Linked DNA regions of Mus musculus: region 1 is linked to region 2. Evidence: chromatin contacts called from public Hi-C data. All regions are on one chromosome and are shown on one strand. Each heading gives the region's core, a stretch centred on a gene start, on an enhancer-like site or on the middle of the called end of the contact. The rest is flanking DNA. Distances are from core to core; before and after follow the strand shown.

Evidence for each region. A called contact is a pair of places that touch in the nucleus more often than the background predicts.
Region 1: a Hi-C map of forebrain shows a contact between it and region 2, with 2.2 times the contacts expected there. The contact joins the promoter of Zfp609 here to the enhancer-like site in region 2. A contact is called at or near these places in 8 of 39 promoter capture datasets (the 3T3-L1 cell line, 3T3-L1-derived adipocytes, the HPC-7 cell line and 4 more), 2 of 15 datasets of contacts at CTCF or cohesin (CD8 T cells and pro-B cells), 20 of 484 Hi-C or Micro-C datasets (3T3-L1-derived adipocytes, the G1E-ER4 cell line, brain and 11 more), 18 of 115 datasets of contacts at active chromatin or transcription factors (the 230-238 cell line, CD8 T cells, the HPC-7 cell line and 12 more) and 2 of 9 other capture datasets (adipose tissue and pancreatic islet).

The regions. Positions count from the first base shown.
Region 1 is chr9:65,824,070-65,829,366 of GRCm38.p6, reverse strand. It overlaps Zfp609 (zinc finger protein 609), which reads left to right and starts at 1,803. Exons shown (of 10, transcript NM_172536.3): 1 at 1,803-1,901. Trip4 (thyroid hormone receptor interactor 4) reads left to right here. Exons shown (of 14, transcript NM_001357872.1): 14 at 1-440.
Region 2 is chr9:65,791,431-65,796,732 of GRCm38.p6, reverse strand. Zfp609 (zinc finger protein 609) reads left to right here. Exons shown (of 10, transcript NM_172536.3): 2 at 1,238-2,111. The coding sequence starts at 1,365. Among named protein-coding and RNA genes, the nearest start is that of Zfp609, 33 kb to the left of the region's middle. Within about 2 kb of position 3,467, at least 43 of the 459 cell types and tissues checked have an H3K27ac peak or open chromatin away from gene starts, as enhancers often do. A contact at or near this core is called in cerebellar granule neurons, forebrain, hippocampal neurons and 3 more, where this site is marked.

The DNA of each region.
Region 1 (5,297 bases), core at 554-3,053, 34 kb before region 2:
TTGTAAAATATCTTCTTTTATTTAAATATTGTTAAAATGTAAAAATTAGTTTTTAACTTACAGGATTTACCAAAACGTGGTAGTGAATCTGATTTGTTCTTTGGGCTACTAGTTTGCCAATTCTTGCTCTCGAGATACAAGAAGTCAAAACTTGAGATTCTCTTACTGTCTTATACATTAGATCCTTGTCTTTAGTCAGAGTCAGCTAACTGTGATTAAAAGCTAAGTAGAACTGTTTCCTTGTCCCCTAACTGTTTTAGTCTAGTGCTACAATGTTTAACCCTTCATTAAATCACAGAGATATGGAACACTAAACCCTGTTTTTCCTTTCTGTTTAAGCCCTCATTTTGTAATATAGAGTATAGATTGGTAAGTTGGCCGCCACTCTGAGTCATCAGTTCTGTCCCTTTACTATCCAATAAAACTATCTATGGACCAAGAGGGAATTACTTTTTCCTAGACTAGATGGGCTTGGGCTTAGCGTTCATCTTTAAGCTGTCAGCTCTCCCACCCTCCTTTTCTTTCTGTGAAGATAGCAAAGTTATGACTCACTCGATCTCTAAGTCACATGCTACTGTGAATGGCACCAGTGAAGAGTGCCCTTAGGATAAGAGAATAAAGGTAACTGCATAGCTGAATAAAATGGTCTCAGACACAGGAAGGGCATGATGGGGGTTCTTGAGAATTGGATAAACATTGGTTTGCTATGGTAGGAGGTGGAAGTCTTAGGTCATGAAGCAGTTTCGTAAGCAACTGGTGGGAGGGCTCAATTTCACAAGAACAGAATGTCTGCTGTGTAGATGGTGTGCTGGGCAACCTTAAGATAGGTAACAGATTTAAAAGTCACAATCTATAGTGACAGAATGGTGAGATGGAGTGCAGAAACGGGCTCAAGGTTAAAAAGCAGTAAGATTTAGTGATACTGGATGTTGAGGTGGAAAGGGACACAGGTACTCTAGAGGAAAACAAACGATAATCAAAGAAAAACTGAAGACATTGAATAAAAAAGGAGTTTGAGGGCCAGTGAGATGGCTCAGTGGGTAAAGATGCGCGCTGCTAAGCCTAAGGATCTAAGTTTGATCCCTAAAACCAAATGGTGGAGGGAACGACTCCTGCAAATTGTCGGCTGACCTGCAAACGTGCGCCACGACACGTGTCCTGTCCCCCCCAACCCCCACCCTAAATTCTTTACTTAAAATAGTTTGCCGAACTAAGCGGCAAAATGGATGAGACAGTTAAGAGCTGTGCACTTGTCTTCTGTTCTTTGTAGAAAGGTTCATGTTCAGATCCCATGATCTTTCCTCTTTCCACGATAGAAAACATCTGTATTTAAGAGCTAACGCTTCTCCAGAGACTTTTCGGTGAGAAGTCTTATCCAGCCAGGAATCTGCACGAGGAGAGAGCATTGGGTTCAAACTGTCCAGCCCGGTCTTCTGAGCTTATCTTAGTTTCGACCCGCCCGCCAGGTTTTCCAGCATTCTTTTCTCAGGGCTCGCAGCTACCGCGCATTTAGAGACCCAGGACTTAGCTCCTGCATCCAGGTTCCGGGTTTCCTCGTGCACTCGCCCGCTCCAGACTCCATAGCGCACGGAATCCGGATCCGAGAGCACGAGAATCCAGTGTCCAGGTCTTCCAGGCTGCCCTGGTTGTCCCGGATCGCGGCGGCGGCGGCGGCGGTGGCGGCGGCGGCGGCGGCGGCGGCGGCAGCTGAGGGACCCGCAGCCCCGGACACAGCGGCCCCGGCCAGGCGGGGCGGAGCGGCGCGGGGAGGGGCGGAGAGCCGGGGCGGGGAGGGGGAGGGGCCGCGGCCCAGATGGCGGCCCGGGACGCGTAGCAGTGGTGGCTCTGCGGCCCGGGGCCCCGGGCGGGCGGAGGTGGCGGCTCCCGGGACCGGCCGCGCGGTGAGTCTAAGCTTTGTGTGGAGCCGGGGCTGGGAGGGGGAGGCGACTCTGGGGGAGGCCCGGCGCCGAGGGGCGCGGAGGGCGCCGGAGCAGCGGCGCCCGGCGGAGGAAGTGGGGGTTGGGGGGGCCGGGGCGGAGCGAGGGGAAGGTGTGTGCGGGGAAAGCGGGGTCGTTGCGTGGGTGGGGGAGGGGGCCTGAGGTGAAGTTCAAAGCATGGCCCGGGCGGTTCGGGCTGAGGGTGGCGGTGCCCGGGATAGTCTCTGATTTGGCCAGGTGGTAGGGGCAGGCCAGAGAGTTTTCGGAGGCTCTGCCGAGGGAGCCCCGGGGCGACTGGGGCTCGTTAGGGACTCAGGGGAGCGTCGGGAGCGGAGGGTTGAAAGCAGGACGTGTGCGCGACCCGGGAAAGGAGAGCAAGGTGGCTGGGAGCGTGCAGGCAGTAGGTTGTGGGTGTGTGCGCCTTTCCAGTCTTAGGTCACATTTTACTCCTGTCCTTTTCTTCAAGATGGAGGGATCCCTAGGCCTGGACTTTAAACTGCTGTCCCTGTATCCCCGGGAGGGTTTGAGACCCTGTCCTGTTTGGAAACCCCATGCTGCCCTCTTTTCCCTTTATGTGTAATTACGGTTGGATCATCTCTCTGCTTGGTTCAGATTCTCCTTCCTCCCTCTGGGGCTGAGGAGGAGGAGACACATCTGACCAATTAATGTGTGTTTGTGAAACAGGCAGCGGCAAACAGTCATTTCGGCTTCTAGGAATTAGGCTCACACAGGGTGGAGAGAGCAGAGCCCTTCAGGGGGAATATTTCTGAACAAATCACAGATGATTAAATTCTCTCAGAAACCGCTTCCTACCTAAATGAGAGTGGGAAAGATGGGGGAGAAAGCCTGTCTGTTTCCAGCCATGTGTCCAGAGCCCCAGGGGTTGAGGAGAGTCCCTAAGCCCCCACAGGCCTCTCTTTTCTGTATTAGGCTTTGCTCTGCAGCCTTGAGTTAATTTCACCCCTGCTGCTTTGTCTTGGGGGAGGGAGTGCTGGTTTAGGCTGTTGTGAGAGATGACTGTTCTGCTGCCACACAATAGTCGTGTCATTTTATCGGGAGTGCTACCCCAGGGCTGAGAACTGTTGCAGCAGAGATAAACCGGTCCCTCTCACTCGCCTATTGTGTACACAGTGAAGGTCATAGGTTCAAGTCTTGTCTGAGAGCTTTGGATATGCTCCATCTCCCAGGCTCCTCAGTGCCATTTTCTTCCTTTTCCAGACTGGGGCTTGCCATTGGAAGAGGCCAGACAGAAAGGCTCTTCTTTTTGAGTGAGGAACAATGCAGGGCTCACTGGCACACATTTTTCAGAAGAATAGAGGATGCCAGCCATGTTGTGCCTGCCTCTGGTTAGCCTGTAACTAAGTTGTGAAGGAATAGCGTCTGGGACACGCCACCCTCATGCTTTGTGGCAGACCTTTGAGGAAGGTGACTGTGAAGAAGGTTCTGTACTTGCATAAAACATTGTATTTAAATGTCTCTGTATAGAAATGGGAGTCTCCTGCAGTTATTTTTGTTTGTTCTCTTAGGAACACCACTAAAGGCCTGTATATGAGTAAGATAGGGGAGTCCAGGACCAAGTGCCCCCTCCCCCAATAGGGACTCATTAGTTGCCCAGGCTGGTCTCTAACTCAAAATCATTCCTGGGCAGTGCTAGCAATTACAGGCATGCACCTATGCCCTGCACCCTGTTCCCTTTTTAAATGGTGACTTCCTGGTGAATAATTACATAATAATAACAACAACAAAAAGCTGCTCAATTTGCCCAAGACAAGTTTTGAAAACAAAACTTGCCTTTTATAATTCAGTATTTAATGAGAGAAGATGATTCAGGTATTATGGAGAGAAATTTGCCACAGAGAGGAACTGCTAAAAATCTTTTGGATCTGGTATTAGAGAAGGATAGGAAGAATCAGGTCCTTGACTGTGTTATGAAAGTCTCCAAGCAGTATTTTGGTACCATTAAGTCTCTCACATCAATTACATATATAATCAATTATAGCTAATGTAATTGTATTACAAGTGTAATTACAAATGTAACAATTACCTATAGATAGGACTAGAAAAGATGTTTTCATGGAAGACTTTAAAGACGTCTTTTTTTTTTTTTTTTTAAAGAACTACTTATTTTATGTATAGCCATTACAGATGGTTGTGAGCCGCCACGTGGTTGCTGGGAATTGAACTCAGGACCTCTGGAAGAGCAGCCAGTGCTCTTAACCAATGAGTCATCTCTCCAGCCCCCTAAGGACATCTTTTAAAAGATTCACTGTAAAGGGGATTGTATTCAGTATGCAGTGTATAAAATAGCTATCTAACCATTTTCTATAGTTTATCATCGAACGGGGCCCTTTGGTTTTTGTTAAAGGTCTTTCAAGACAAGACAAGAAATGCTAACTGTGGTCTCTCCCTCCATTATCCTTTATATCGTTGAGTTTCTTTACATGATGGCCTGGCATTTAGATGGTGGGACTTTAATAGGAGAGAACAGGTTATTTTGACACTTAATTTTTTTTATAGTAGAACTGTTTTTAAGCCTTACCAAAAGCATTATGTGCCCCAGGCTGTTTCTAACTGTGTGTCCCAGGCTTCTTAGCATGCCCCAGTTAAACTGAAGTTAAGGCCTTTTTCTTCTTGGGCTGTTGGTGTTTTTTTCTTGAGTGTTGTCAGTGAAAGCAGACCCTCACATTAAGTTTACCTCGGTTAGCTTTAGTAGTTTCAGAGTTGGACTTTTGAGTGTGAGCATCCCTTAGATGCATTTTGAGTAAATGTGATTCTGAAGCCACTGAATTCTTCACCTCCACGTTCTTGGTAGGAAATATTTCCTCATGAGAAGTCTTTATAACCAGACACCTCACTGCTTATGACTATGTTGTGTGTGTGGATGTGGCTCCTTGTATTAATGTGTTATAGTTAGCATTTAGCAGCTAAGTGCCTGGAACAGGCTAACTTGTTGAGGAGTTACTGACTGCTCTGTTAAACAGAAGAACCACTCCTTATTTATTATCTGACTATCAACACTTGAGCCTGAGTTCAGGCATGGAGGATACAGACATACAGGGACATTTGTTCTCCAGTAGTTGCCACTCCGCTTCCTCTTTCTACTTCTTTGCCAGGCATCTTAATACTTCCACTGCTCCAAAGGCAGCTAAGCGATTGTTATTTTCATTGTGGAAAACCAGCATGGCTGGGACTACTGCCAGGTACTAAGATAAGATAGCCTTTGGTTGTGCGGCAAGTTTTCTTTTCAGCAGCTTAATTCTCACATCTACTTTATTTTTTAGTTTCCTTTTTTTAAAAAATAAAAGAGCAATGCTGCAATGAAAAAAAATGAACAAAACACAAAACCCACAGTATGTTAAG
Region 2 (5,302 bases), core at 2,218-4,717:
CTCACTTTGTAGACCAGGCTGGCCTCGAACTCAGAAATCCCCCTGCCTCTGCCTCCCAAGTGCTAGGATTAAAGGCGTGCGCCACCATGCCCGGCTTCAGACTTGCTTTTCTAAAATGCCTACCGCCCCCCCCCCCCCAGCACCCTAGTTTATAGACATTGTTACAACAGAACAGGTTGAAAGTCACAGCTTGCCTTGTCCTATATGAGTCATTTACTCGTTAAATAATTACTTTCTAGGTTGATCTGTGACACCGCTGTCCTGCTCTTTATACACAAGCGTGTTACCAAAATTTGTTTTGTTTTCTAAATAGATATAGAAAGATGGTGCACAGAGAAGTACACAAGAACAAAACTTTTGGTTTTGTCATAGAATAACTCCTGGATGGTACACATTGGTTACTGGTTTTCCTAGGTGATGTTTCCCTCTATGTCTCCTAAGCCAGAAGACAATGGGCAGACATAAATTATCCTTGAAAAAGCCTGTCTCTGTTGGTGTGCCCCTGGTATAAAGCCTTGATGTCTCTTAGTCAGGTCTTTAAATGTTTAAATATTTAGTATGAGCACTGCTTTCCAGCCTGGAGTTTGTTAATGACTTTGTAGCTTCTCTGGAATCAAGTGATATGCTGAGTCCCTCTGAGAACCATATGTCTGGTTGTAGTTACACACTGAAAATTTACATTTTTCCTAGTTCTTTATTCTTTCCCTTAACCACAGTAAGGCTTTTTTTCTTCAGTACTAGAATGACAAGGAATCTGTACACTATTTTTAGTAGGGGTTGGCCCTGTTATTAGAGAGCTGTTAAGGCTTTTGCTAGATCATGTTCTGAGTCACTGATAATTCAAGCAGCTAACAGTAAAGGGGGTGTGAGCAGAGTTGCACCTTCCATCTGTAATGTGCTGCGGCCTGTACTGATTCAGACAGGAGTACCAGCTGGCAGTGGTAGGAGAAGTTAAGCCTTTCAGGAAGGGGCAACTAATTGTAGAAGACTACTAGTTAACACTCACCACAGACTCTTGGGCAACTAGAAATTCTGTATTCTTCCCTGAGGAGGTGGAATGGGAATTACCTTCTCGAGGTCCAGTGTGACATGGTTGGAGATATCATTGAACTTGTCTTGCCCACTGAGGCATGATAGCCACACAGGAAGGGTCCAGCTTGTATTAGGAGTTTATTTCAGGCTATCTCCTTGCCTGTATTGTTTTCTTTAACAGCTTTTTAACATTTTCTTTTTCCAGCAATGATGTTGTCCACTGGACATGTTCTGACCAAGGAGGCAGGTCTGAGAACGTAGCTGAAGCTGAAAATAGGAAAGCTGGGGGCAAGGAAGAGCCTTGAACCTTGAGGTGGGACGTTGACTCTAAGATGTCCTTGAGCAGTGGAGCCTGCGGAGGGAAAGGAGTGGATGCAAACCCGGTTGAGACATACGACAGTGGGGATGAATGGGACATTGGAGTAGGGAACCTCATCATCGACCTGGACGCCGATCTGGAAAAGGACCAGCAGAAACTGGAAATGTCAGGCTCCAAGGAGGTGGGGATACCAGCCCCCAATGCTGTGGCCACACTACCAGACAACATCAAGTTTGTCACCCCAGTGCCAGGTCCTCAAGGGAAGGAAGGCAAATCAAAATCCAAAAGGAGTAAGAGTGGCAAAGACGCTAGCAAGCCCACTCCAGGGACTTCCTTGTTCTCTCCAAGTGAGGGAGCAGCCAGCAAGAAAGAGGTGCAGGGTCGCGCAGGAGATGGTGCCAGTGCGGGAGGCCTGGTTGCTGCTGTTGCTCCCAAGGGCTCAGAGAAGGCTGCTAAGGCGTCACGCAGTGTAGCTGGCTCCAAAAAGGAAAAGGAGAACAGCTCATCTAAGGGCAAGAAGGAGAGAAGTGAAGGCGTGGGGACTTGTTCGGAAAAGGATCCTGGGGTCCTCCAGCCAGTTCCCTTGGGAGGACGGGGTAGTCAGTATGATGGAAGTGCAGGGATGGACACAGGAACCGTGGAGCCGCTTGGGAGTATAGCTATTGAACCTGGGGCAGCGCTCAATCCTTTGGGAACTAAGCCGGAGCCAGAGGAAGGGGAGAATGAGTGCCGGCCACTAAAGAAAGTCAAGTCTGAAAAGGTAAGCGGTGGCCAGATCTGGCTGCCCACTGCCCATCAGAACTGCCCCGGACTAACCGCCAAATGCTGTGTGCACTCTGTGGGAGGCTCGTTAGTTTGTGGGTAATGACCAATTACAAGGTCAGAGCAGCTGGTAATGATAATGTGATTTTGTTCCAAATTAGAGAATTCCCTACAGACTCATTTGCAGCAGGCACAGACCTCTTGGAATACAATTTCTGTTTGGGGATCAGCTACTTGGTAGAGTGAATTTTCTCACACCTTATTATTGTCACATGTCAAGACACTTGTTGCTAGATGCTGACATTAAATCTTCATGTGATTTCCTGCTTGGCTGAAATCTCCTCATCAGGATCATGATGGTTGATAAATGTAAAAGGCTTTGGTTACATGTTCAACCTGAATGATGTTCTTAGTGGGGTAAATGGTACTGCTGAGTCTATGGCAGGACAAAGAGTTCATTGTCATGGTGTATCTGCTAAGGATTCTATTGGTGGCTACCAAAAACAAAGTGATAAAGATACCAGTCTAGAAAACAAGGGACAGGAGGTACTGACTATACTAGGCAGCACTTAATCAGGCATTGTGGGTTACTGTGGTAGCTTTGAAAGTTTGGCCTAGAATATTCTTTGGCCCCTGAAAGTATTGCTCTCTGCCAGTTATCTCCTGCAACCATCAGAAATCAAAAGTCTCTTGGTGGTTTTATTGCTGCCAAATACCTCCCTTTCTGCTTGATGTGGAAGCATAGGTGCCTGCAACCCCAGGAGGCAGTAGGACTGCTTCCCTCCCTGGGGAAAGCGATCTTAGCTGATGCTTCAGGAAATAAAGCTTGTAGAACTACAGTAGAATAGTTTCCAGTCTAGGGTCAGATCAGGCTGCCACAGACTTGAGCAGCCTACATTTTCCTACAAAGCAGCTGGTCTGGTGGTGAGCTGTTCTTTGGCTCTTGATTTTCTGCTTTGCTCTGCTCGCCCTGTGCATTCAGCTGATCACAGCAGATGCGGCATAAATTGATTTCTCTGTAATTACATCAGTTGCAGCAGGGAATACCTATTTCCAAATATAAGTGTTAATAAATAAAGACTGGAGATATATATATATATATGGGTGGTGGTGCTCTCTTATTGCCTGGATTTTGGTAGGTAGTAGCTTGTGTTTTCTTTGCTATAGGTATTTTGGTCTTTGCCTCTGGCACATCTGTAGCTTTTAGCAACATCTGGGTGTTTTCGGTAGCAGGGCTGTGATTTTTTTTCCCATTATATAACACAATGGTTGATTCCCTTTTGCCAGTGGCAGCTGCCAGAGAGGCTGCCTGTGTTTGGGTGGCAGATGCTGTAGTCCACCTCGGTAGAGTCGAGTTCCAGCTGGTAATTGGCATGGTTCATCCTGTGCTGGCTGTGATTTGCCATTTTCTCTGGGGTGCAGATGGGTAATGCTGTTTTAAAGAGGCCTGGAGTACCAGGAGTTCTTGCTACTGTTCCAGGTTCATTAGACTGTTCCCTACATCTGCTTCAGGAGGTCCTTGCCATGTATCCATGTTCACAATCGTTGTTCTGTGTGGAAGGGTACCTCCGAGGGTGTTCTTCATTTCTCATCTTTTAGAATACTTGTGTTAGAATCTTCTAAATTCAGTTGTAGTCTGTGGTGAATGGATTACGACTGTTTAAGTACATATTAGATTTAAGTCTCAGTGTCCATGACTTATTCTAAGGAGTCTATTTTCTCTTGTGTAGGTGCATAGATTGTTTGGGTGGCCTGAAAGACACTATACTTTTAGCTGTTCCATCTTGGTGCTAGGGAGCTTTGCCCCTTATTGTAACTTTGACATAAGCTTTGCCTCCCTGGTAGACTACAAATGGAGCAGTCAAATAAGAAATAAAAGGGGAGGAAAAAAGGTGCTTCATATTTTGGGAAAACTAATTTCTGGGAAGTATTGAGAGTCATACAACTTGTTGTGCAGTTCAATGTTACCATAAGCACAATTTTATTTATTTATTTGTTTATTGTTGTGATTTTTTTCCCCCAATACATATCCAGTTTTACAATCCTGGATTGCCTAGAACTTACTATATAGGCCAAGTTTATTATTTTTTATTTGGTTGGTTGGCTTTGTTTTCTTTTCCAAGACAGGGAGGGTTTCTGTGTGTTGCCCTGGCTGTCCTGGAACTCTCTTTGTAAATCAAGTTGGTCTTAAACTCAGAGTGCTGGGTCTAAAGGAGTACACCTACATGGCTAGACCAGGCTATTCTTGAACTTGAGATGTATTCCTGCCTCTGCTTCTGCCTCTGCCTCTGTATTGGTGGAATGACTAGCATACAGCACCTACCTGGCTGAGTCTGCTTTTTAACACTCCTTACCTTGTACTCTAGAACCTCAGTTGGATACAGTTGCTCAGAGATGCTTTACCATATTGTCTTTGGTTAATAAAATATTTAAGTAAATGTTTGGAAGTTGCTAGGAGACAAGCACACTTTGCAAGGAACAAGCATTTCTGGAATGGAAAGAGGGACAGGCAAAGTGAAAGAAAGGCAAGGGTCTGGGAATGGTGGCTGGTGGGAATGCACAGGCTTGATCTGATGGCAGAGCAGAGAGGTAGGGAGAGGAAGATAAGAAGGAAAAGGTTAGCAGTTTTTCAGGAAGCATCAGCTTTTAAGAACTTGGAACCCCAGGGTGTTGCATACAATAGCTGCTCTCAGAGTGTTGATTAGTGTTGTAATTTAGTTTGCAAGCAGAGTCTTTGAAACCCCTGAAATATGGGCTTGCCTCTGAGATAACTAGTTTGGAATGTTACTTTTTGTAGGGACAATCAACAGAACCCAAAAAGCAAAAAACGTGTGTGATGTAATCAAGCTGGAAGCTAGCATGAAGACGGGAAACTAAAAATTTGGAAGCTATCTTGATTAAAGCACTGTATTCCACGCTGCCTTTTCTTTTCTTCCGCAACGTTTATTTATTTTTATTTTATGTAAATGGGTGTTTTGCCTGATATGTGTCTATGTACATGTATTCAGGGGCCAGAAGAGGCGTTGGAGTCTCTGAAACTGAAGTTGCAGATAGTTCTTAGCTGCAGTGTGGGTTCTGGGAACTGAAATTGGGTACTCAGCAACAATGCTCTAACCGCTGAGCCATCTCTCCAGCCCCCACCCACCACTTTTCCAAATAGAAGAGGAGTCTGTGATATTGGTTCGAATT